Regions from separate parts of the Mus musculus genome. Here regions 1 and 3 are each linked to region 2. A link is a contact called in public Hi-C and HiChIP or PLAC-seq data. All regions are on one chromosome and are shown on one strand. The core of a region is the stretch at or near the end of the contact, and the rest is flanking DNA. Distances in the headings are between cores, read along the strand shown. Region 1 has its middle 14 kb from the start of Gm32485. Region 2 has its middle 18 kb from the start of 3930402G23Rik. Region 3 overlaps Gm32540 (a long non-coding RNA gene).

Region 1 (2,700 bases), core at 16-2,515, 110 kb before region 2:
GGGGTGCTGTCACACAAAGTGTAGCTTAGAAAATAAGGTACAGATTCTGTCTGCAAAACTAGGCTATCCTGTTAGCCGACATGCAACAGAAAGGTTTGGCGGCAGCCAAGAAAGACAAGGGACACTGGTAGAACCCCCAAGTAGCTTCCCAATGCCTTTAAATACATGCTCCCCTGTGTCTGTGTTTGGAGGGGCCACAACTGCTCCCCCAGGCCTGCCCTGCACCCTCTCTTTCTCTCTGCTTCAGCACACTAACTTTAGATTAGAGTCTCCGACTCACCACATCTGTGTCACCTCAGAACCTTCCCTCCTGCCAAGAAGCTTGCTATCCACTTGGATGGACCCAAACCATCAAACCACACTTGAATGCCAGCTTTTATGTGACTCTCTCCAAGCATGCCACCCTGGTTCTAAAGACAGAACTAGACCCTCACTGGATATGCCAGAAGCTTGTGGTGTACGGGAAGTCCCTGAGAGAACCCTGTGGATTGGCCTTGGCACTCTCACACCTGGCTAGCATCCGTCCTGGCCCACAGTAGCTCTTCACAGACAAGTGCATTTTCACATATGCATTTCAGTAGTCGGGTGCTATAAGATTAGCTGTCTAGCATCATAGTTTACCGGGTATACGTACGATTCCTAATGAATACCAATGTGGAAACAGAGGCCGAGTGATATCTTGTGATTTCTGGAAGGCCACTTAGTTGGGACATCGGAAGTCAGTCTTAGTTTCCGGCCTGTGCTCCGGCATCTTGACTAGTGAAGTGTAGTGCCTAGTGCAAGCACTCAGATACCGTGTGTGCTCTAAGAGACTGCAGACAAAGATGCCAGCAGCAAGCAACCACAGCCACAGAAGCCATCATGGATCAGTTTCACTTCCACATACCATGCGCACGCGCACATGCCTGCCTGCGCATGTGCGTCTGTCTATGTGTGTGTGTGTGTGTGTGTGTGTGTGTGTGTGTGTGTGTGTGTGTGAGTGTGTGTGTGTGAGTGTCTGTGTGTGTGTCTGTGTGTGTGTGTGTGTGTCTGTGTGTATGTGTGTATGTGTGTGTGTATGTGTGTCTGTGTGTGTCTGTGTGTGTGTGTGTCTGTGTGTGTGTGTCTGTGTGTGTGTGTGTCTGTGTGTGTGTGTGTGTGTGTGTGTGTGTGTGTGTGTGTATAGAGGAGGCTATAGAGCACAGTGTCTCTCCTCAGGTGACCTTGTTTTTTGTAGGTTTAGTTTGGTTTTAAACAGCATCTCTTACTGGCACCTGGAGCTCGCTGATTCAGCTGGGCGAGCAGACTTCCCATTTCTACTTTCATGGTGCTAGGATTGTGAACAAGACACCACACCCAGCTTTTTACACGGATTCTGGCGATCTGAACTCAGACTGTGGCACAGCAAGCACTTTATAGACAGAATCATTTCTCCTGCCCCAGTTCCACAGACGTTCATCAGAGACCAGGCAATTCCCAAAGCCGGATGCTCAACCCATGGCTGGATCTCTCCAAAGACACAGCCTGCAAGTATGCTGGGGGTTCAAGCTCAGCAGTGTGCTGGTGGCCTGGGAAGTGGGATGACACAGGAAGGCTCCCTGAAGCATAGACTTCACCCACATCTATAGACAGACCAGAGATCTACAAACCTCAAATCACAAGCATTTTCCTTCTCCTGTCCCCTAATGCATGGAGATGTTTTATCTTGCATTTCTAATGCAGCCTTTCTGTTCAGTTTCAATGGTGATTAACAAGAACACACACACACACACCTGTGTGTGCATCTGCTCTGTTCTTGCCGTAGGGTCAAAGCAGACAGCTGTGCTATAGAGCAGGAAGTCTGTTTAGTGGGGTTCTGTTTCTTGGTTTCTTCTGTCTAAACTTCATTTGTGTGTAGAAGCAACAGAAATGTGCACATGAAACTGTGAAGTTCCCTGGCGACTGTCACAGCGTCAATAGCCCCAAACCTGACAACTTGCTAACACCAGAACCGAAACCGAGACTGAGACTGAGCACTGGTTTTGGTCACGCACCACCCCCACCCCCACCCCCACCCCCACCCCCACCCCCACAATGTCATCATTCCAGTCTTAAATCCTAACGCAAGTCCTTCCACTGACAGAAGAAGATCTGCCTGGACACTTGAGGCTGTGAACTCACAATACCTCTCATATGAAGCACTGACTTGCAATTTTAATGATTATCTTTGTCCAGCGAGCATGAGCATGACTAAGCATCCTGAGCCAACGTACCGAGGAAACCCAGGCTTCTCCTCCATTCCTACTCCCTCATCCACACTGAGACCTGAGGCAGGTGCTCCTTCCTGCCCTTGATCAAGGTTCCCAGAGCAGTGACAGAATTCACAGTTCTCTCTCCACCTACACAGGTTGGACATACACCCTCCGCCCATGACACAATAGGTTATACTCCTGGACCAGCACTAAGGTAAGGAAAATCATTGCCCCTGGTTCAGACACCACCACCTAGGTGCCCACGTATGTTTCTCCTTCCTATGATGCTGCTTTGGTAGTTGGTAGATAGTGTTATTCAGATTTCTGTTGTTATAACAAACATCTGAGAGAATCAGCTTAAAGAGATGAAAGGTTTGTTTTGTTTGGTGTTTTAGACACCCCAGTCCCTCATTGGTTGGTGTTGCCCTTGGATCTGTCCTGAGTCAGCAGACTATGGTACCCACATGTGTTAGAACATGACACCCATATG
Region 2 (2,700 bases), core at 23-2,522:
AGTAGGCCTTCACTTCAGCTCAAGAAGAAGAACCAGACACAGAGATGGGTGTGCTTCATGCTGCATGCTTGGGGTAACTCCCACAAACAAACAAACAACCTCCCTGGGCGCTGCTGTGCACCCAGGGCAGCCATGTGTCTCCAGGGAAACACATTGTTCTTAGACAGCTCTACTCACTTGGAGTGATGCCCTGGGTCCACCAGTCACTGATACTGGGGTGTCCTGCATCCTGCCCATGAGGCTCTATCTTGGCAAAGCAAATTTTTAGCAGTTGCCATAATTAAATAGTGCAGATCATGAGGAAAACAGTGTGGATAGAAGACGCCGGCAAGGGGGTCCAATCCAATCCCCAGGGTGGTAATCACTTTTCTTTACTGTGACAAAATGCCTGATGCACAGAACGGAAGAAGGAGAAGTTTGGGGCTGCAGAGGGTGGCTTAGGGACTAAAGTATGTGTGCCACAGGAGTGGAATGCAATTCAGGTTCCCAGAGAATGACAGAGAGGTGTGGTGGCCTGCTGTAAGCCCAGCCTGGGGAGGCTGATGCACAGAATAGCCAGAGCAAGCTGGCTCCCAATGGCAGACATATGTGCAGGCTCTGGGTTTGATTGAGAGACTCTGCCTTCAATGAAAAAGATAACAAGATGATCAAGGATGAACTGCAGCATCAATCTCCAGCTTCTACGTGTGCACATGTAATGCAAGCACACACACACACACAAACACACACACACACACACACACATACACATACACACACACACGGGGTGGGGAATGACAAAGAAGGACTGAATTTACTTTCTTGTGGTTTCAGTCTATGGTCCCTAGGCTCTGTCACTCCTAGACTGAACATCATGACAGGAGTGTGGGGCAGGGTAGAGCTGCCCAGCCCATGGTGGCCAGCGAACAGGGAGAGAGGGCCAGAGACAAGAGAGAGACCCATTCCCTCCAAGAAGAACCCACCTCCTTTCCATGGCCTCTCAGCAATGCCACCAAGCTATGAGGCCACCAGTGAGGTCACAGCCCTGAAGATCCAGTCATCTCCCCCAAATCAGCTGGCAGCTGAGCCTGAGGGACATTTCAGTTCCAAACCATAAAGCTTAAGAAGCCAGCACACAAAACGCCCTCAGTAAGCAGGAGTTTCAGAGATTTAGAGATGAAAAAAAAAAAAAAACCTGTTCCCTTTCTGTTTTCATGAATGGGTTCTGCCGACAGCAGCTAAACCACCAATCACAAGGTGGCTGCGGGGAGTTGCTGCTAACTGCATCTGCACAGCACAGGGAGGAAGCTCTCTCTTGGCCTGGGTTCTTGTGAACCTTTACTGAGGCCACGAGGCCGCCCTGAACCAAGAAAGCCAGGAAGTCTCCGTAATGCACTTATCAGCTCCAGGGAAAACCCTCCCTGTCTTGGCAGCTGGCCCAGGCAGGCGTGGGGAGGTGGCCCAGGCCTTCCTGCTGCCTCGCCCACTGCGGAACAGCAGCAGTTGCCATTCAAGGAAGAGGCTGCACAGGAAACAGATGTGTACGCGCGGCAGAGAACCGGCACCAGCCCTGCGCAAAGCAGCCCGGCCCTCCATTCATAAAAACCGAAGCAAAGGCCATCCCAGACAGAGGAACTCGCCAAGCTGATAGTGACTGCGAGCAGCAAGTGAAAGGGCCGGCCCTGGAGGAAACAAATAAAAATCAAACACCCCATTTGAGCCAGAGAGATAGCTGAGGAAATTGCACCCATAAAGAAATTGCAGCTACAGGCAGGGAAGGGGGAGGAGAAGGAACGAGAAAGAAGAAGGGAAAACAGCAAAAGCCAAGGGGAGCGAGCAAAATAAAACTTCTCTGGCACCGGGCAGCCCAGAAGAGTGGCCTCCTCCTCTGTGGCCAACAATAGTAAAAAACCTACGTTTAAAAGCAAAACGAATCAGACAAAGGAATAGGGAAAAAAAAAGTCCTCTGACGCGTAGCAAGAGGGTCAGCAAAGGACAGATCAGATACCACGGTTGATGGGGATGGTTAGAGGATCAAACAGATGAGTAAAGGCAGGCAGGCTGAAGTTCAGCCAGGACTGGAAAGCCAAAAGGGTCGCACCTGTGTGGTCCCTGAGGGTCAGGGAGATTCGCAGAGCGCTCTCTCTCTCTCTCTCTCTCTCTCTCTCTCTCTCTCTCTCTCTCTCTCTCTCTCTCTCTCGATATTTTCAGGCAGGGGTTTCTCTGTGGAGCCCCTATGATATGTAGAACAAGTCTCAAACTCCTGCCTTGGGCCACTGCGCCACAAATAGCAGGGAGTTCGCGCACAGATTAACTCCTTGCCCTGGTTCCAGGCTTCATGAGCATGGGCTGACAAGGAGGGGCCACCCCCTAACACACACACACACACACACACACACACACACACACACACACACACACACACCGCCTTAAAACAATAGCAGCTAAACAACTAAGTAACCTCATTCAGCTGAAGCCAGCTGTGCAGTAGAAGGGGATCTGGAGGGGGAGGGGGTTTATTCTTAAGACATAAACTTAAGAATGTAAAACATCGAGCCTCAGTGCAAAGAGAGATGCTCCGCCCTCTCTTTTTTGTCTTTTGGTTGGTTGGTTGGTTGGTTTTTTTGGGGGGTTTGTTTGTTTGTTTGTTTTTCGAGACAGGGTTTCTCTGCATAGCCCTGGCTGTCCTGGAACTCACTTTGTGGACCAGGCTGGCCTCTA
Region 3 (2,700 bases), core at 98-2,597, 89 kb before region 2:
AAACAGGGAGTCTAATCCACTCCATCTGGTAAAGATGTGAAGTCAGAGAAAGAACAGAAAGTGTCCCACATCAGTTGGGTGTGCTTGGATGAACATGTTATGTGAAGCAGGAAGCTGCCAGTGCCCTGTCTTGTCTGACTGTATTTCTCACAGTCTCCTTAAGCAGCGGCTTCATGAGCTAAGGGTGAACCAACAGGTCTGTTTATGAAAAATCTGCTCCTAGGCCCATCCAGGGGCCTCTATGGCTTTTTGCCGTCTAATAATTGGACTGCAGATACGCGAACATAGGAAATCAGGAGGCCGGCAGAGTTCCCACCTATGGAGGAATTAATGCAGACAGCAGGGTACTCGATCCGTGCTTTCTAGTAATCCCTTCAAATCTGCATTTCTTCCAGAAGGCTTTTTATTTCAAAACCCATTTTAAAAGTCAATGATCATTAAGCATGCAGAGACGTGAGTGGGTTTCCGCTCTGTATTTCATTTGACTTGCTTCCAAATTGCTGTCCCTTCATTCGAGGTTTCCGTGTGTGTGTGGGGGGGGGGGGAGCATTGGAAGTTAAATGAACCTTTCTCTGGGTCTTAGAGACCTTTCTCTGAGTCTTAGAGACACCTGAACCCAGTGGAGACCTGTTTTCCTGCCATGCGGCTTCTACAAGGCCGGAATCCCCCTGCCCCACATTCCTGAGAGAGCTAGCTACTAGATACTAGTGTTTCACAGACCCACAGCCCTACCTGGGCTCTCTGGAATCTGTAGGTATGGCATAATACTAATGTTCTTCTCTGACACCATCTGTTGTCCCTTCTCCAGGAAAAAAGTCCCTGCCTGTCTGTATACTCCTGTGGCTGTGAATGGATCAGATCACACCTGCCTCCTCCCTTTGTTCTTTCCCTTGATCCTCTAGGGTAAAGAGAACCAGTTGGCAGCTTGGCAAGGTGACTCTTTTATAAGGGCATGTCCTGAGGTAGCACACGGCCTCTTCCTGGCCAGGGTAACTGCTGGTACAGGATAGAACGTCTTGGTGCTTGGCCTCCGGAGTCGCCATTCATTACACAGTCTTTATCTTTGTGCATATCCTGGAACAATACTCTTAAATAAATACTCTCAGGGCCATTTTTTTTCTTCTGTGGGTATTTACTTTGTGTTTCCATGATCTCAATGGGACCCAGAAATGAAGGAGACGGGAGGTTTAGCAAATAAGCATTTGCCACTGTCTACGCACAAGGGGACAACTGTGAGGGACGGTGTTTTGTTTTCCAAGGGAGGCACGTCATTGATACGACACAGCCCATGTGTATGAGCACACGGCGGCTTGGAAGTTTCCATTTGACCCCGAGTGACAGATAAGCCTATATCGAGTGAGCAGAGGCAAGCTGGGCTGGAGGGCAGGAGGCCTTGGCACTGAGCAGCCTCTGCCCCCTGAGGCTTGGTCACGCCTTTTGACTGTCCGGGCTTTTAAGAGCACTATGCAATCAGGGAAGACTCCAGGATTTCATGCCTGATACTCTGAATGGTTGTGTGTTTAATGAGATTCTGTCACCTGAATTCTGTAGTCTGAAAAAAAAAAATGAAAATTATAGTCTAGTTTGAAAATCTGCTTCTTTTCACCATGGCCTATTTGCCACCACAATTTCAGTGGCATTGGCAGATTTTGTTTTATTTTATTTTATTTCATTTTTACATCTGGGTATATGAAAGCTTAGCTGGGGAAGTCTCCACAAATGAAAGTACAGCAGTCATAGATGGGTATCTACTAGAGATCTACCCACGTTCATCAGTGAAAACCCAACTGCCAATCCTAAGTTCGTCTCCCTCTGCTCATCCTTGTTAGCTAGAAGCACAAAGGTCCACTCACCACAAGCCAGGTTCCCATGAGAACCTGCCAAGAGGAACCATGAAAGAGGAAGAGGAAGTCCAAGCTCCCCAAGGCCATTGTGTTTATTTGTTCCAAAGCTAGACTGGCCTCATTCATACCTTAGGACAGCGGGTGTGTTCTTGTATGATGCCCAGAGGATGATGGGACATTTTTCCAGGGGCCTGGGAGAGAGTGGACCTATTTCTTTGTTTCTTTTATTTAAAAAAGCAGGCAACATCCAGATCCTACATCAACGAATCTGTCTCTCCCTTGCATCTTTCCAGACTGGCCTACGATAGAGGCAAGCCAGGGGAACTCCTACCTAGCCAGACAAATCTGGCCTCCTCAGAACCTGAAGGAACCCAGGGCATTTGCCCAAGGGCCCTACCTACTCCTTCTCAGGTAAAGGAGCACAGCTCACAGAGCTGAGAGACCTTTCAAATTTGAACACTGGGACTTATGGGCAAGCTGCAATGGCAGCGCAACCACCTGGTAGATCAGGGGTTGGCTTATCCTCTCTTTGTCCCAAAGGGTCGCAGGAATCACCTTTTAAAAAAAATGGATATTTTCTTTATTTACATTTCAAATGTTTTCCCCTTTCCAGGCCTCCCTTCTGAAACCCCCATCCCATCTCTCCTCCCCCTACCTCTATGAGGATGCTCCCCCACCCACCCACCTACTCCTAGCTTCCTGCACTGGCATTCCTCTACACCCTTAGGACCCCTCTTCCCATTGATGTCCAACAAAGCCATTCTCTGCCACACATGCAGCCAGCTCCATGGGTCCCTCCATGTGTATTCTTTGTTTGGTGGTCCAGTCCCGGGGTCTGGGGGGATGGGGCAGGTCT

Evidence for each region. A called contact is a pair of places that touch in the nucleus more often than the background predicts. HiChIP or PLAC-seq counts read pairs in DNA pulled down with a chosen protein or histone mark.
Region 1: a contact with region 2 is called in a Hi-C map of centrocytes, with 1.5 times the contacts expected there. The contact joins two enhancer-like sites. A contact is called at or near these places in 2 of 15 datasets of contacts at CTCF or cohesin (large pre-B cells and pro-B cells) and 9 of 484 Hi-C or Micro-C datasets (B cells, the N1E-115 cell line, centrocytes and 5 more).
Region 3: an H3K27ac HiChIP or PLAC-seq map of extraembryonic endoderm stem cells shows a contact between it and region 2. The contact joins two enhancer-like sites. A contact is called at or near these places in 3 of 484 Hi-C or Micro-C datasets (the AML12 cell line, liver and pre-pro-B cells) and 4 of 115 datasets of contacts at active chromatin or transcription factors (extraembryonic endoderm stem cells, kidney, microglia and 1 more).

The regions. Positions count from the first base shown.
Region 1 is chr8:10,830,171-10,832,870 of GRCm38.p6, forward strand. No RefSeq gene overlaps it. Among named protein-coding and RNA genes, the nearest start is that of Gm32485, 14 kb to the left of the region's middle. Within about 2 kb of position 1,266, at least 51 of the 459 cell types and tissues checked have an H3K27ac peak or open chromatin away from gene starts, as enhancers often do. A contact at or near this core is called in B cells, the N1E-115 cell line, centrocytes and 2 more, where this site is marked.
Region 2 is chr8:10,944,804-10,947,503 of GRCm38.p6, forward strand. No RefSeq gene overlaps it. Among named protein-coding and RNA genes, the nearest start is that of 3930402G23Rik, 18 kb to the left of the region's middle. Within about 2 kb of position 1,273, at least 301 of the 459 cell types and tissues checked have an H3K27ac peak or open chromatin away from gene starts, as enhancers often do. A contact at or near this core is called in B cells, the N1E-115 cell line, centrocytes and 5 more, where this site is marked.
Region 3 is chr8:10,856,189-10,858,888 of GRCm38.p6, forward strand. Gm32540 (a long non-coding RNA gene) reads right to left here. Exons shown (of 3, transcript XR_870139.3): 3 at 1-1,552. Among named protein-coding and RNA genes, the nearest start is that of Gm39130, 7.3 kb to the left of the region's middle. Within about 2 kb of position 1,348, at least 26 of the 459 cell types and tissues checked have an H3K27ac peak or open chromatin away from gene starts, as enhancers often do. A contact at or near this core is called in extraembryonic endoderm stem cells, liver and microglia, where this site is marked.